Linked DNA regions of Mus musculus: region 1 is linked to region 2. The links are chromatin contacts, called in public HiChIP or PLAC-seq maps. All regions are on one chromosome and are shown on one strand. The core of a region is the stretch at or near the end of the contact, and the rest is flanking DNA. Distances in the headings are between cores, read along the strand shown. Region 1 overlaps Gm41361 (a long non-coding RNA gene). Region 2 has its middle 8.1 kb from the start of Apobec3.

Region 1 (4,045 bases), core at 1,352-3,851, 150 kb before region 2:
TAGAAATGAGGTTCTGAGACAGGGAAAGGAAGCCAGGCCGGAGGTAAAATCGCCCAAAAAAGAGCCTGGGATAAAAATGGCGGGCCAGAAAAGCAGGATACTACTGTGGGCTCCTCCCCCCTTTAATATACAGTGTGATCTCAGCTGTGCTTTTTTAAAACAGTCGTCAAACAGAACACTATGGACGGAAATACATCAAGCCCTAACAATGACTGAGCCCGGGGGTGGGGCTATGGGTGGTGAGCTTTCTTCCTTATTTTGACTTTTCTGCATTTTTCAGAGTTTCCCAAGCACCCATGTATCATGCCTTTTATAGTCAAATTAAAAACGAGAATTTAGACTTTGGGGGTGAGCAACCACGATCTGCCCAGGTGCTAGGGGAACTGGCATCCGGGGGCCCAGTTCTGGGTTTGGAGGTGGCCCAAGGCTCAGAATCAGAACAGCCTTTGTGTTCCTGGACAAGTGCTTTGTGACTCAGTAGTCATTTCTGCCCAATGGGTTAGGGCAAAGAACAGGATGAGAGAGTGGCCTAAATAGTGTCGTTATTGTGTTCTCTAGAAGAGCTATTCTGCCACCAGACACTCAGAACGATGTCAGTGTCTCGCCAGGGAGTCCTAGGAGGTGGAAATGGGGTAGCTTCCAGAATCACATCCTGGGGGCGCTGGGAGGGAGTTGAGGCACACAGTCAGGAATCAGAATCCTGGTTTCTCCTTTACATCTGTGTGACCTTAGGTGAGAGTAACTTAACGTCCCTGTTCCTCGGTGTCCCTGCTCTGAAGGCTTTGCACTGAGGACTGTGGGTCCATAAATGCTCTAAGTGTCCCCATGCCCTTGTAGTCAGGGACAAGGGTACAAGAGGCTGTTCTTTGCACTGGTGTCGCTGACACCTCTCCTGTCTATTCTACATTGTTTCCAGCCCTGTCCCTGGAGTAGAGTGTGTGTGTGCAAGGCTGTCCCCAGGGCTCTAGAGGCTCACACCACTGAGAACTTTTGTCCTCGGAGTCCCTCTCAGTTCTCAGTGATACAATCTGCTTGCAGAAGGTGGGCATGAGGGCAGAGTGGAGGCTGCCTCTGGGTAGCAGTGTGGATGTCCACAGAGACCCTGTGTACAGACAGGCCACACACATCCTGAACAAGCATGCTCTCAGCTAGCGATGCCTGTCACTGCCACACTGCCAACGTGTCTTCCTGCACTTCCAGACACTGTAGAAACCTCAGAACAGCAGCCTGGGATACAGCCAGTCTGCTGCTCTGCTGCAGTTATTAGGTACAGGCATGTCTGATTCCTGAACACACACACACTCATACATCATACATATATTCCACACACATACATATCATACCCCCTATTCATATACACACACAAACACCCCCTTATACAAACCCATTCATACAAACAAACACACATACAACACACATACACACAATCCCCCCACATATACAAACACATACATCACACACACATATACACACACCACATAAACACACGTGCCACACATATATACACCACACACACATACACACAATCATACCACATACACCCCACACACATATACACACACATACCATACACATACACCATACATACACCACACACATACACACCACACACACATACACACATATACCACACACCCACATACAACCTACCCCCTCACACCATCCCCCCCACATACACAACTTACACACACACACACACACACACACACACACACACACACACACACACACACCCCTAAGACTTAACTTTGACTCCTGTGTGATAGTGTTTCTGTTGCATCATCCCATAAACACTCGGGAATCCTTGAGATAGACACTAAGGCTCAGCCCATTCAGCCATAGAAACAAGCTCAGAGATATTAAAGTAAATCATATGACATCACACAGCTGACAGTGACCAAGGCCAGGCTTTGACCCAGGCTGTGCGCTCCACATCCAACCTTGGGGCTTGTGCTTTGAGAGCTGAGACTCTTCTAACTTCTCTGTTCTCATAAAGCCCAAGGCTTCCCAAGGTCCCTGCAGATTAATGTGGGGGCCCAGCGTGGCTCTAGACTCCTAAATTAGGGAAGGAGCTCTTTGCCCATGAACATGAGCGCAGTCAACTATCAGGGGGACCCTGGTTTCTTGTTCTGACACAGTGCCCAATCCGTTCATGTCCGTCCATCAAGATGCTTCTCAGAGACCAGTCCTGTGCCAGTCCTTGGGGGATAGACATTAAGACTCACCCTCTGTTCCTACCCCAGGATGACCAGGGCACAGAACAGGTCTGATTAGCCAGAGAAGGGCAGGAGGGACACTGTAGGCTGGGTGAGTCCTAAGCTCTGTGTTGTGAGTCCTAAGCTCCTAGGAAGCTGTGAACAACAAAAGAGAGAGGGAGCTGCAGGGACAGTGGCTGCTGGGGTCCCCACACCTCTCTGGAAGGATGGATGAGGCCACCCAGGGCACCATCTAGGAAAGGATGTAGCTGCTGCCTTCCCACCCACAAAGGGAAGGGGAAATCCAGGCTAGAGTGAGAGGTAGGTGGGGCCAAAGGTCACACAGTGGGGAGGGAATTGGGAAGCAGGCAGTACCCTGGCTTGTCTGACACATCCCCTGCCACTGACCTCCTTGCTCACTTCCCCCTTGTCCTCTTCTTTAATGAGCAAACTGTCCCCACCACTGGGCCTCTGTATTTGCTCCTCCTCCAGTCTGGAATGGTGCTCTCTCTTAACCATTCTTGTGAAAGTTAACATTTTTTTTTTCTTCTCCAGAGTCTATATGACATTGATTGGTCTGGAACTCATGAGGTAAGTCAGGCTGGCTTTGACTGTACGGTAGACCCTCCTGCATCAGTGTCCCGAGTTCTGGGGTTAAAGGCTATGCCATCACACCCAGAACAATGGCTGACAAGTGTCAACTTAACTGGCTTTCGATTCACCCCGGAGATGGAGGGACACCTCTGGGCGTGTCTATGAGGATGTTTTCAGAGAGAATGAACACAGGAGAGACCTGCCTTGCACGTGCTTGAGGCTGTCTGGTAGACTGGGGCCTGTTAAGGAAGAAAGAGACAGTCCCACGGGCAGTTTCCTTGTCTGCATCCTAAGCCACTGTATGCAAAGTGCTCTCTGTTCCTCCTACCTCCTCTTTAACACCACAAACAAAAATGAATCTCAAGCCAGGCGTGGTGGCTCACATCTTTAACCACAGTGCCTGGGAGGCAGAGGCAGAGGCAGGCAGGTCTATGTGAGTTCAAAGCCAGCCGGGTCTACAAAGTGAATTTCCGGACCTCCAGAATGGTTACACAGGGCAACCCTGTCTCGAACAAAACAAAATCTCCTTTCAGGCCACTTGATCACAGGGACAGAAAAGCAGCTAATGTAGTTCATGTCCTTCAATGTCTTCCTCACGGGGACTCCTGACCCTTCTAAGGGGCCTTCTATAGTGGGGTCTCTCTCTCTGTCTCTCTTCTTCTTCTTCTTCTTCTTCTTCTTCTTCTTCTTCTTCTTCTTCTTCTTCTTCTTCTTCTTCTTCTTCTTCTTCTTCTTCTTTCTTCTTCTTCTTCTTCTTCTTCTTCTTTCTCTCTCTCTCTCTCTCTCTCTCTCTCTCTCTCTCTCTCTCTCTCTCTCTCTCTCTCTCTCTCTCTCTCTCTGTTTTTTTGAGACAGGGTTTCTCTGTGTAGCCCTGGCTGCCCTGGAACTCACTCTGTAGACCAGGCTGGCCTTGAACTCAGAAATCCACCTGCCTCTGCCTCCCAAGTGCTGGGATTAAAGGCGTGCGCCACCACGCCCAGCTTGGTGGGATCTCTTTTAAAGGAACCAGCTCAATTCAGGGTTCAGGACAGGAACCTGGGAAGGAGCAGCAGAGGTCATGATTGATTGCCTGCGGTCATTCCAGTGTTAGACTCGAGGAAACTGAGGCACAGAGAGGCAAGGCACTGCCCCCTTGGCCCTGGGTTTCTGGGATCAGACACGGAAGGGCTGGGCATTCTATGGCTTTTCCTCCTTCAGCAGCGGTAGGATGTGGGGATGAGTGGGCAGCCTCCTACAGATGACCTGCCTGCTCCAGA
Region 2 (4,234 bases), core at 1,586-4,085:
TGAGCCATCTCTCCAGCCCCTCAGTGCACTTTATCTATCTATCTATCTATCTATCTATCTATCTATCTATCTATCTATCTATCTATTTATGGTTTTTCCAGACAGGGTTTCTCTGTATAGCCCTGGGTGTCCTGGAACTCACTTTGTAGACCAGGCTGGCCTCTAACTCAGAAATCCACCTGCCTCTGCCTCCCAAGTGCTGGATTAATGGCATGTGCCACCACTGCCCAGCCAGAACACTGACTATTTGTGTATGTGTATGAGTATATTAGTATATTAGTCAGGGTTCCTCAGAGTCACAGAACTCATCAAATGAATCTCTCTCCTCTCTCTCTCTCTGTCTCTGTCTCTCTCTCTCTCCCTCTCTCTCTCTCTCTCTCTCTGTCTGTCTCTCTCAAATTTATTTGAATGATTTACAGTCTACAGTCCAACTAATCCAACAATGGCCAGCTATGAATGGAAAGTCGAAAAGTCTAGTACCTTATCAGTCCCCCAAGGTCTCTTGTAAATGGTGGAATCCAGAAGTCTGCTCTAATAGCAGCAAAAGAATGGATGTGCCAACAGGATGAGGGCAGGCAGACAGAGCAGGAAGACCTTCCTTCTTCCGTTGTCCTTGTCTAGGCTTCCAGCAGAAGACATGGCCTGGAGTAAAGGTGTCTTCCTTCCTCAAGCTTGGGATCTCAGCTGTGCCTTTCATCTTTGGATTGTAGTTCATTCCGGATAGTCAAGTTGACAACCAAGTATAGCCATCACAGTGTGTGAATGAATGCACATATGTATGCTATGTAACCTACATGTGAAGGGCAGAGGGCTGCTTTCAAGGGTCAGTTCTTTCTTCCCACCATTTGGATTCTGGAGACGCTTGGTTCGCCATGCTCAGTGCTTCTATCTGTGGGGTTGTTTGTTTGTTTGTTTGTTTGTTTGTTTGTTTGCTGGCTGAGACCAGGTCTCAGATAGCCCAGGCTGACCTCAGACTCATTGCATAGTGTAAGATGACCTCACACTCTTGATCGTCTTGCTTCCTCCTTCCAAGTGCTCAGATTTTCAGCTTGTGCCTTGACTCCGGGCAACAGTGAATATTTATATAATCCTCAGCATGTGTGGGTCAAGCATTCTTTAAAAAAAAAAAAAACTTATTTACATTCCAGTCATTGCTCCCCCAGGAGCCAAGCATTCTTTATATTTGGCTATAATGATAGCTAATATAATAATAACACAATAAACTAACAAGTCAGCTGGGGCCCGCATCCAGCACTGAAGGAACTCTACTAAAGTTCTCACTTATAGAACAGAAGTGCAGACGAGCCTGTGTGACCCACCACCTGCCAGGGCCCACATCCATCACCACCTGATGCCACTTGGTAATGCCTGCCGTGTTCACAGGTGTCCAGGAGTGACCACTACTCTGTGGGTGTCAGCCTTCTCCTCCTGGTTCCTTGAACTTGTTCTCCAAATAGGTTCTAGGACAAAGCAAGGCCATCCTTCCTCAGCTGCTGCAGAGGACGGGGTCCATCTCATCTCTAGCCAACAGTATCACGTGTTTATGAAGACTATAGTTAGTGTATGTGATGCTCAGGATCAAGCCCAGGGCCTCAAGAGTGCTAGGCTAGCAAGTGTTTTACTGACTCAGCCACATCCCCAGACAGCTTGCAGTGGGTTCAGGTTGGGAAATAAATAGCACGTCAGGGAAGCAGGTCTGACTTTTAGAGGATGCCACTAGGCGGGGACACTGGTGGCACACCCCTTTAATCCCAGCACTGAGGAGGTAGAGGCAGATGTATCAAGAGCTACTCAGAGGAAACCTTGTCTCAAAAGAAAAAAACAAAAACAAAAAAACAAACCAGAGGCCAGAGAGATGGCTCAGAGGTTAAGAGCACTGACTTCTCTTCCAGAGGTCCTGAGTTCAATTCCCAGCAACCACATGGTGGCTCACAACCATCTGTAATGGGATCCTATGCCCTCTTCTGATGTGTCTGAAGACAGCTGCAGTGTACTCACATACATAATATAAATGAGAGAAATAAACATAAACACAAACAAAACAAAAGCCAAAAACCAACAACAACAATAAAATAAAACCAGAGTAATGTCCAGTGTGGTCCAGGAGAAAGCAGTTTAAATACACACACACACACACACACACACACACACACACACACACACACACGGTGAGGTGAGGGCACAGCTAAGTACACGGAACAAACCAGATAGTGTCTTTTGCTGTGGTGTTGTTTTGACACTGGGCCTCATTAGGCTGACTTTGAACTTGAAAGCTGGAATTATCTACCCAGCATGTATACATGAATCTTTTATATACCATCTATCTACCTATTGTCTACCATTTATCATCCATTCATCTATACCATTTATTACCAATCTATCAAGTTATCACCTATCTACTATCTATTGGTCACCCATTGATCATCTATCATTTTATTTACATTATTATTATTATTATTATTATTATTATTATTATTATTATTATTATTAATTTTATCATTAACTGATCTACAAGGATTTCAGCTTCAGGGCCATTTTGACGTTGACCACGGGGCTCAAAGCCCGCTCTCTTGGCCAGAACAGAACCCGCTTGGTCATGTCGGGGCTCTGGCCTGAATTCCTAAGGAACAACCTAGTTCGCTTGCTCATGCTCTGCAGTACGCTGCAGTTTGGCGCCTGATGCGCAGGACCCATTTCTCCCTTCCTGTTTCAAAGCCCCGAGACTGGAAACACAATGGAATTTGCAGACTTGGTTCGCTCTATTCGGCCCAGGCCACCCCCAGATTTTCCGTTGGTTCCGCTGGTGGGTCAGCCTCCGGGAAAACAGCCCAGCGGAGGATGCGGCCGCGCCATTCACCCTGCAGCTGCGCAGTCTCCTGTTGGGACGCCAGGGCGGGTCCTCTTGTTGTCCCCGCCGCCGCTGCTTCTCCGGCCGCCGCCTGCAGGGGGCGCCGGGGTCCGGGGAGCCGCAATCCCTGCCGCCACCTTCACCCCTGTGACAAGATTGTGCAGATTTGGGTGGCTATGCACCTCAGAGCTCAGAACGGCACGTGGGCGCTGACATTTCAAACTAGTTATATCATGGGCCAGCGATGTCTCCGGTGATAAAAGACTGCGATTGAATAGTTTTGCAAGCTACGAATCTATACCAATATCGGAGAATATTCCTAATATCCAGTGCGTGATTAGTAAGGAGCAAACGCAAGGCTGGCTTGAGTAAGGGGAGCACCGAGATCCCGAGCAAGAGAGAACGGAAGGGCCCAGACTTGGGATTCGAGAAGGCAGGTGCAGGTTTTCAGAGAGGGAGCCTGGCAACAGACGCGCATCCTGTTAACCAGTGGCTTTCCTTTGGGCCACCAGGTTAGGTGAACCAAGAACCAAGGGGTTTGACTCCAGGAAGCCTTTTTCCACATATGCTAAGTATTCCTGGGGCGGGGGTCCCATCATGCATTTGCACTCAGTGGCCCTCAGTGGGCCAGCAACACCTAGAGATGCTGATTGCTATGGATCTTAAAGCTTTTTGTATGGAAGTGATGTCATCTATGCTCACATTGCATTGGCCAAAGCAAATCACATGTTCACAGCGTACCTCAAAGATGGAAAATCTGATTCCATCCTGTACCCAAAGAGGGGTGGGGGTGCGGATTCTGGGAGCAATCCTGAGCCTGCGCGTCTCCCTGCCACTGCCACTCAGTTGTGGTCACGGTCTCTGAACGTCTGTGCCAATAAATACGGCAAGGAAAGGGAGGGAATTGCTACTGTGTGCCGGTGTCAAGGTTACCTTTATATCCTGACCTTAAGGTGGACACATTCTGGTAGATCAGGGTCCCTGGTTAGCATCAGGGTCCTAGCTGGGACACAAAAGACCATTTGCTAAATTTCAGCCTATCCTCTGTCATTCGGTTACTAACTGGGTGATGAGAATATTTAGTTAAGAATGGAGGGAAAGGGGGACGATCAAGTGGCACAGACCTTTAATCTGGGCATTTGCAGATCTCTGAGTTCAAGGCCAACCCACATAGTAAGTTCCCTCTAAGCCAGGGCTGAACAGTGAGTCCCTATTTCACAAGACAGTAACGGAGGTAAAGAAAATTTAGAAAACAGCATATCACAGTCTAGAAATCCAGTAATATTCTCCTCTCAATGATTGAATTATTTTTACCATTTGCCTCTATTTCTTTCCTGTATGAAAGCACTCAAAACATACCCAAAACCTGTTGTAGAACCTTGAAAA

The links. HiChIP or PLAC-seq counts read pairs in DNA pulled down with a chosen protein or histone mark.
Region 1: a contact with region 2 is called in an H3K27ac HiChIP or PLAC-seq map of microglia, with 4 times the contacts expected there. The contact joins two enhancer-like sites. A contact is called at or near these places in 2 of 39 promoter capture datasets (the SN4741 cell line and embryonic stem cells), 6 of 115 datasets of contacts at active chromatin or transcription factors (the SCID.adh cell line, embryonic stem cells, microglia and 2 more) and 3 of 9 other capture datasets (adipose tissue, liver and macrophages).

Annotation. Positions count from the first base shown.
Region 1 is chr15:80,033,582-80,037,626 of GRCm38.p6, reverse strand. All of the region lies in intron 2 of Gm41361 (a long non-coding RNA gene), which reads right to left. Among named protein-coding and RNA genes, the nearest start is that of Gm41361, 3.6 kb to the right of the region's middle. Within about 2 kb of position 2,601, at least 25 of the 459 cell types and tissues checked have an H3K27ac peak or open chromatin away from gene starts, as enhancers often do. A contact at or near this core is called in microglia and pancreatic cancer cells, where this site is marked.
Region 2 is chr15:79,882,157-79,886,390 of GRCm38.p6, reverse strand. No RefSeq gene overlaps it. Among named protein-coding and RNA genes, the nearest start is that of Apobec3, 8.1 kb to the left of the region's middle. Within about 2 kb of position 2,835, at least 228 of the 459 cell types and tissues checked have an H3K27ac peak or open chromatin away from gene starts, as enhancers often do. A contact at or near this core is called in microglia and pancreatic cancer cells, where this site is marked.